3 separate regions of the Mus musculus genome follow, and all the other regions are linked to region 1. Evidence: chromatin contacts called from public promoter capture Hi-C data. All regions are on one chromosome and are shown on one strand. Each heading gives the region's core, a stretch centred on a gene start, on an enhancer-like site or on the middle of the called end of the contact. The rest is flanking DNA. Distances are from core to core; before and after follow the strand shown. Region 1 holds the start of Fbxl16 (F-box and leucine-rich repeat protein 16). Region 2 holds the start of Noxo1 (NADPH oxidase organizer 1). Region 3 holds the start of Meiob (meiosis specific with OB domains).

Region 1 (2,604 bases), core at 50-2,549:
CCCTAATCATCCAGGCTCCTGTCCCAACACCGGCCCCCCCCCCGCCCCTCCCCCCTGCTGCGATGAGGCTGCTGTCCAGCACTTCATCAAAGTGTTGGGCTGGAACAGAGGGTCCCGTGTCCCGAAGGGGCAGCAGGGAGGCCTGAGAAGACCCTGGTCAGTGGGCCCTGGGACAAGATGGCAGTGGAAGTCGGGCCTCCAGGAGGGAGCAGGTGAAGTGGCATCTGCCATCTGCTCCTGGGAGGTCAGCTGCTGGCTCGGGCTGGGAGGGGCTAGCAGGAGGGCTGCTAGGCCAGATCCAGGCCTCAACAGTGCAGCCTTCTCTCCTGGGATGACGGGTGGGGAGGATCCCCCACTGACTAACATCCTAGAAGGACATGGAAGCCCTGCTCAGCAATCTCAGGATGCCCATTCCCCATTTTGAAGCCTTCCAATCTTGGCCAAGGCCCATTTTCTTTTTCTAGAACCAAAGACATGCCAGCCCACTCCCTGGTATAGAGCTGTGGGCGGCAGCTCTATACCAGCTCATGTCCAGAAGGCGTCCAGGACCCCTAGGCCACATATCCACATGGCTCCTCCCTTTTAATTGTATCAACACCTGTCACGTCCTCCAGTCCGCCGGAGGCTCATAGGGCTGGAGTGGGGAGAGCCCAGAGCCAAGCCAGAAGGAGTGGGGGCTGACGGCCTGCAGTTCCGCGTCCTCGCAGCCACCGTGCTTCCTCTCAGCAATTCCGTGGTACGGAGATACAGCCTGACCGCGCTGCCGGTAGCGAGCGGGGCGCAATCAGGCCGGCCACTAGGGTTAGGGGCTGCGGAACCGCTGGCTCAGCGGCCGAAGGGTGAGGTGGGGAAGGGGCTGCGATTACGTAAGCCCTGCTCAGGCGGCGGCGGCCGCGGCGCAGTCCCAAGTCCCCACCCCGCCCCCTCCTCATTGTAGCCTTCGCGGAGGCAGTGGCTCGACCTGGACCCTCCCCTCCCCGCAGCCTGGCCGCGCGCGCACACACACCTTACCTCGGCCAGGGCTTCTGGCTCATGCCACGCTGTCCGCCGGGCGACCTCGCGTCATGGGGAGCTCAGCACCCGAGCCGCCTAGCGCGGAGGCGGCCGAGGTGCTGGACTGGCTAGCAGGGCCCGACTGCGCCCCGCGCCCGGCGCCCCGCGCCAGGGCCCTCTCCGCAGAGTTCCGAGCGGAGCTCCCCGGTGGGAGAGGATCTGCCGCCCTGAGCCTCCCACCGGGGAGGCTGAGGCTGTGCCCAGATAAATAAGGCCGCTTTGCAGGGAACCCGGCGGGCGCCTCCTCCCTCCCCTTCCCCTCCTCCCTGCGCTCCTCCTCCGCGCTCCTCCCCGCGCTCCTCCGCGGCCGCCGCCGGCGCCGCGCGTGCCCCCCGCCCGGCCCTAAGAGCCGCGCCCTCGCGCGCTCCCGGCGTCCGGACCAATCCGGGTTCTAGAGCCAGGCTGAGGTGTCGAGAATCCCCAACCCCGCCCCGCTCCTCTCCGCGCGCTCCCGGTGCGGTACCGACGGGCACGCGCCAGGCGGCAGCACCCGCTCAGCGGCCGGTGTTCGCACAATAACAAACCCCGTAGGCCGCGCGGCCGAAGAGCAGCTTCGAGTGTCCCATCTGCACAAAGTGGTGGCGACCCAGAATCTTGCCAGCTGAGGAGAATTGCGGTCCTTGGCGCGAGCGGTTGGCAGTGGGGTTCCGGATCCTGCGCAGATGCAACTGGCCCTATGTGCCCTTGCTTGGATTGCCACCTGTGAGGGCGAGGAAAGAGAAGCCGAGTGGAGACATCGACATCGTCGCACCTCCACACACACACACACACACCCTCCTTATGGCCCCTAGGATTCATATCCCTTCCGATCCTGTTGCGAGTCAGGCAGAAGAATCCCTGTTCTGGGTGACATAGTCACACACTTGCAAGCAAGTGACTAAAGCAAGCGTCAATGAAAACACAAGACAGTGGAGTGATAGTGGGGAGGGGTTACTTCTGACAATGTCACAAATGATCTGAGACGCCCTCTCTGTCCCCATAGCACTTGGTAGGAATGGTTCGAGAATCGACCTGCCTTATGGAGTTCCACAGGTTCGCTCTGAGATGAAGTAGAGGTCAGGTGGTGGCAGCCTGTATGGACCAGGGAGGGTGGTTTGTGTAAAAGGACCCATTAAGGGCTGCTGGAGAGCCAGACCTCTCAGCAGGCTAAAGGGACCCCAATCTGGGTCTCTCTTGAGACCAGAAACAGCAGATGTTGGGACAGCAGAGTAGCGTCTTGGAAGAGAAGGAGCTTCAGGGTGGAATGTCCTCAGATGAGACCAACTGCTGTGGAGATGGGAGGTCTGTCTCCTGGGAATGATGTGAGGCCTAGGGGCAATAAGAAAGGGAAGTAAGCTGTATCCTAGCTGGTGTGTGTGTGTGTGTGTGTGTGTGTGTGTGTGTGTGTGTGTGTGTGTGTGTGGTGTATGATCATATATGTGAAGGTGCAAATAGAAGTTAGAGGGCAGTCTCAGGTATTTCTTAGGCAGTGTGTGTGAGTGAGTATATGTGTGTGTGTGTGTGTGTGAGAGAGAGAGAGAGAGAAAGAGAGAGAGAGAGAGAGAGAGAGAG
Region 2 (2,604 bases), core at 63-2,562, 1.1 Mb after region 1:
CCAACTCTGGGTTCCTCCCTGTCTCTTTAAAAAAATCTGTTCTCAGTGGGGTAGCACATGCCTTTAATCCCAGCATTTGGGTGGCAGAGGCAGGTAGATTTCTGAGATCAAGGCCAGCCTGGTCTACAAAGAGAGTCCAGGACAGTCAAGACTGGTTACACTAAGAAACCCTGTCTTGAAATACACACACACACACACACACAAAATCCACTGTCCCAAATTGCCCAACATCTCTGTTTTTAGGGAAAAAAATGCCAGTTGCTACCATGGTCATAAGTAGGCCTTGCCGGACTCTGGATTCTGCCTCTATCTCCTCTACCTTCCCTAGACCCTGCCCCCAGCGTCACTGGTGTTTCTGTAAAATGTCAAGCATTTGAGCTGATTTCTTATCCCAAAGGCCTGTGCCTAAGGGTCTCCTCACCCCCTGCACAGCTTTCATCAGTTTTGTAAATATGATTCTGGTGTACTGGGTTTTCCGCATTTGCATCACTGGTTAAAGGCTAAAGAGGGAGGCTTGTTCCTTGTTCTGCTCAGTGGAGGAAACAGCACCTGGAGAGAGCAGCCACTCTACAAATATTTGCAGAAAGAGTAAATGAACACATGGAGGCAGCGGAAGGAATTCTTCCTGTGATGGCACAGGCGTTTAAGTCAAACACTTGAAGAGGTGGTGTGGTGGCAAAAAGATTCAAGAATTCAACATCATCTTCACTCAGCTACATACAGAGTTCAAAGTTAGTCCAAGTTACATGAGACCCTGTCTCCAAAAGAAAAAAAAAAAGGAAGAAATTCCTGAGGCTGCTATTAAAATAGGCATAATAATCTTTTATCCAAGCTAGAGGATGAGGACACGCCCTCTCTCAAGGTTGCGCAGTGGGGGACAGTTACTAGGGCACAGGTAGCCTCTGGCAATAAGTACTGTCTGGTCTCTGTGAGGCCACGCCCCGTCGCGCGTTGCTAAGGCACCGAGAAGCGTGTAGGTGGGCACGTCGTAAGGCAGGAAGACCCCAAATTTTGCCGCCCTTAGGTGTCTGAGCCAAGCGATGGGGGTGATGCGAGAAGCATCTCGGAACTCATCTCAGTCCAAGATCTCAGCACAGCCGCAGCGCGCCTTCCACGACACACTTCACATCTGCCGGAGGAAGCCTGAACCCCACCATGGACCACGCACGCCGGGCTCGCGGCGGGTCACCAGGCGCAAGAGTACCCGCAGAGCCGGAGCCGCAGCCGCCAGTGCCGCCTCGGCCTGGGCCTCCGGCGCCGCCTCCTCCCGCCCCGAGGCCTCCTACGCCTCCGCGACCCGGGCCGCCGCCTCGGCCCCCAGCCCCGCCCCGCCGCCAGGCCCCGCCTCCTGCCCCGGCCTGAGCCCAGCCCCGGGCTGCGGTTCCCGCTCCTGCCGCCGCGCGCCGGCGGTGGCGTGCACGCTCCTCCGAACTGTCGCCGGCACGCCCTCTTGGCCCCGCTGCCCGCACGCCAGCAAGATGGCGGCGCCCAGCGAGCCGGCGGGCTTCCCTCGCGGCAGTCGCTTCTCCTTCCTGCCGGGCGGCGCGCGCTCCGAGATGACCGACGACCTGGTGACTGACGCGCGGGGCCGCGGCGCAAGGCATAGAGACGACACCACCCCTGCCGCGGCCCCGGCGCCGCAAGGTTTGGAGCACGGGAAGCGACCGTGCCGGGCCTGCGTGGACTTCAAGTCGTGGATGCGGACCCAGCAGAAGGTGCAGATGCCCCGCTTGGCCGCCCGGTCCCGGTCCCCCACACACCTGGTTTCCAGGTTCCCGTTCGGCTACCGCACGGCCCAAACCCTCAGGGTTGGCTATGCCTAAACATGTTTACCCCTCACCCACACACACCGTTAGGCTCAAACTTTTGCGCTTTCAGCCACTGGCTAGTCAGATCGAGTTAGTAGGCTGTCAACTGAAAAAGGGAGCGTTCTTGTTTCCTTTATTATTATTATTATGATTATTATTAGTGATAATGGGAATTCGAACCGAAGGCCTCTGGCGTACAACGCAAGCAGTCTGCCACTGGGTTGGAATTTTATGGGCTTTCTGGTTGGGTAAGAGTGAATTGACCTTTAGTCGGCCTACTTCTGCAGCGGGACATCAAGTTTAGGGAGGACTGTCCACAGGATCGGGAAGAATTGGGTCGCCACACCTGGGCTTTCCTCCATACGCTGGCCGCCTATTACCCGGACAGGCCCACGCCAGAACAACAACAGGATATGGCCCAGTTCATACATATATTTTCCAAGTTTTACCCCTGCGAGGAATGTGCGGAAGACATAAGGAAGAGGTAAGTTGTGGCTATACCTCTTGTCAGTAAGGTCCCTAGAGCGGGCCTAGCTGATGCCGGGCGGTGGTGGCGCACGCCGTTAATCCCAGCACTTGGCAAGCAGTGGCAGGTGGTTTTCTGAGTTCGAGGCCAGCCTGCTCTACAGAGTGAGTTCCAGGACAGCCAGGGCTACACAGAGAAACCCTGTCTCAAAGAAACACAAAAAAAGGGGGGGGGGCATAGCTGATGTCATAGAGAGGGGCCTAGAACAGTAGATTCAGAAGTGACAGGTTCCTAGGAGAGGGGACACCAAAAGGGATGTTGGGGTTTGGG
Region 3 (2,604 bases), core at 38-2,537, 1.0 Mb after region 1:
ACATGAGGTCAGGGAAAGTAATCTGTAGGAATATATGTATTATATATGTTTTACTCATTTTATATAGATGTTTTAACATATATATAACATATTATATATGTATATATATTTTACATACTCTATCCTCCTGGATCCTATATGATATACATACATACTGCATGTAGGCTTCTGATATATCCTGTCCCTATCCTTGAGAACTGACAGGCTCCCTTCCTCCTTAAAACCTCTCTTCCAGCTAGATATGGTGACATATACCTGCAATCTCAGCATTTGGAAAGTGAAGGTAGGAGAATCAAGAGTTCAAGGCTAACCTCAGCTACATAGTGAATTTTTGAAGCCACCCTGGGCTACCTGAGACCCTGTCTCGAGAAGGGAGGGATGGAGGAAGGATTTGAAAGGAAAGAAAGAACCAGACAATTCCGGGAAGATGAAAAGGAAGGAGGAAAGGAGAAAGAAAGGAAGAGAAAGGTAAGCAGGGAGAGGAGAAAGAGAACATTTTTCTCCATTTCCTCTGATGCTTGGAGTGGTGCTGGCTTGTAATCCAAACACAGGAGGCAGAGGCAGGTGAATCACAAGTTCAAGGTTAACCTGAGCTACGTAGGGAGAGCCTGTTTCAACAAACAAACAAACAACTAAAAAGGCCTGTCTCTGGAATTTTGTTTGTTTTGTTTTTCGAAACAAGGATTCTCTGTGTTGCTCTGGCGGCCCTGGAACTCGCTGATTTGGAACTCCACGATCTGCCTGCCTTTGCCTCCCCTCTTGCATGCCTGGGGTTAAAGGAGTGCACCAACCACCCCTGCCTGCCTACGGGATTCATTCTTGTCCTGGGGAGCCTGACAGGGTGAGGATGTGGAGGGTAAGCAACTCCATGGGAGCCATCTGCCGGAATGGAACCTGACAGTACGGCTCTGACCTCGAGAGACACGCTGACCTGGGACACTAACAACCTGGGACCGTGACAGCGAGAAACCTGACAGGAAATGGACGGGCTGGGAGGGAGCTGACAGGAGTGGACAGGCAGGGTAGAACCTGACAAGAAGCAACCGGGCAGGGCAGAAGAGACACGAATGAGTGAGTCTTGACTGGAAGGGACCTGACAGACCGAGGGCCGCGCGCACCGCGGAGAACCTTGGGGACGTCGGCGCGTGCGACCCCGCGCGAGTTTCCCCTCAGCTCAGGCACCAGCTCTCAGAACCGGAGCGCGGTCCCGCGCCGCCGGCCGGATGCCGAAACAGGCAGTCTGGGTCGCGGCTCACCGGATACTTCCGGGCCCGCTAGGTGACCCACGGGGTTCCACCTGACGCCGGTCACGCTCTAGGCCTTCCCACAGCCCGGTGGGCGAACCGCCTGGAGTCCCCGACCGTTAGCTCGAGCCCCGCCCCCTCCGCCCCCTACTGACCGCGCCCCCACTGACTCCGCCCCCAGCGCTTGTGGACTCCGCCCCTATGGCCGCGGGTCTCACGCACGTGTTCACGGTTAGGGGAGAGGCACTACCCATTCCTTGGACTGGAGAACTTTGTTAAGGACTCAGGTGGTGGAGGCCAAGTCGGCCGTAGGTACTGACCCAGAAAAGCCAATTTCGGGGTCACTCGAAGACAGGAGCGGCGACCACGCACCGCACAGGAGCTAGTGAAAGGGGGAAGTCGCTAAGGAAGCAGGCTAGGCATTTGCCGCAGTTCTCTGGTTGGGATCCTGACTAGGGTCTCAGGCTGTCCCCACTGAGCAACCCTCATAAATGTCTTATAATTGCACACGTCTCCGAGAAAGCACAAAGTTACCTTAAGTGAAATATTCTTAATTTAGAGCAGAAAGTGAACTGAAGGAAGACACGGATATAAAAACCGATAGGGTTGTGGAAGAGGAAATGGCCAGATGCTCTTATTAAAGGAGTTTCCCTGGTTTTACCACATACCATATATATCAGGAGGTACACATATAATATTATGTAAAATAATACTATTTGAAAATACCACAGTATTATATAAAATAGATAATACTATTTGGGGGCAGGGACGTTAAGACGGGGTCTTATGATGTCGTTCTGGCCGTCCTGGAACTCACTATGTAGACCAGGCTGACCTTGAACTCTCAGAGGCCTCTGCCTTGGAAGTTCTGTGATTAAAGACATGAGCCATTATGCTGAGCTTAAAATAGATAATACTAATTTTTTTGTTGCTTTTGTTTTTTTAAGACAGGGTTTTCAGGAGGAGGTGGTGGTACATGCCTTTGATCTCAGCACTTGGGAGGCAGAAGCCGGTGGATCTCTGAGTTCAAGGCTAGCCTGGTCTACAGAGTGAGTTCCAGGACAGCCAGGGCTACACAGAGAAACCCTGACTCAAAACAACAAAAAAGACAGGGTTTCTCTGTGTAACAGCCCTTGTTGTCCTAGAACTTACTTTGTAAACCAGGCTGGTCTAGAACTTCAGAGATTGAAGTAGGAGAATCATGTGTTTCAGGATCATGAGTAGCTCAGCTCATGAAGACCTAAAAAAAAAGAAAAAAGGCCAAGTTGGACTATCTAGAACCTGTCTCAAACAAACAAAATTACTACCATATAAAAATCTTACTCTGACTTTCATTAATGAAGTACTTATTGAAATAAGT

Evidence for each region. Promoter capture Hi-C pulls out the DNA fragments that hold promoters and counts their contacts. Capture Hi-C pulls out chosen DNA fragments and counts their contacts.
Region 2: a promoter capture Hi-C map of adipose tissue shows a contact between it and region 1, with 2.7 times the contacts expected there. The contact joins the promoter of Noxo1 here to the promoter of Fbxl16 in region 1. A contact is called at or near these places in 3 of 39 promoter capture datasets (hippocampal neurons, neural stem cells and pre-B cells), 1 of 484 Hi-C or Micro-C datasets (cerebral cortex), 1 of 115 datasets of contacts at active chromatin or transcription factors (embryonic forebrain) and 2 of 9 other capture datasets (adipose tissue and liver).
Region 3: a contact with region 1 is called in a promoter capture Hi-C map of embryonic stem cells, with 3 times the contacts expected there. The contact joins the promoter of Meiob here to the promoter of Fbxl16 in region 1. A contact is called at or near these places in 3 of 39 promoter capture datasets (the 3T3-L1 cell line, embryonic stem cells and pre-B cells).

Annotation. Positions count from the first base shown.
Region 1 is chr17:25,807,794-25,810,397 of GRCm38.p6, reverse strand. It overlaps Fbxl16 (F-box and leucine-rich repeat protein 16), which reads right to left and starts at 1,299. Exons shown (of 6, transcript NM_001164225.2): 1 at 1,012-1,299.
Region 2 is chr17:24,694,942-24,697,545 of GRCm38.p6, reverse strand. Noxo1 (NADPH oxidase organizer 1) reads right to left here and starts at 1,312. Exons shown (of 9, transcript NM_001357836.1): 1 at 550-1,312. Gfer (growth factor, augmenter of liver regeneration) reads left to right here and starts at 1,390. Exons shown (of 3, transcript NM_023040.3): 1 at 1,390-1,715; 2 at 2,096-2,292. The coding sequence starts at 1,479.
Region 3 is chr17:24,803,065-24,805,668 of GRCm38.p6, reverse strand. It overlaps Meiob (meiosis specific with OB domains), which reads right to left and starts at 1,287. Exons shown (of 14, transcript NM_029197.1): 1 at 1,257-1,287.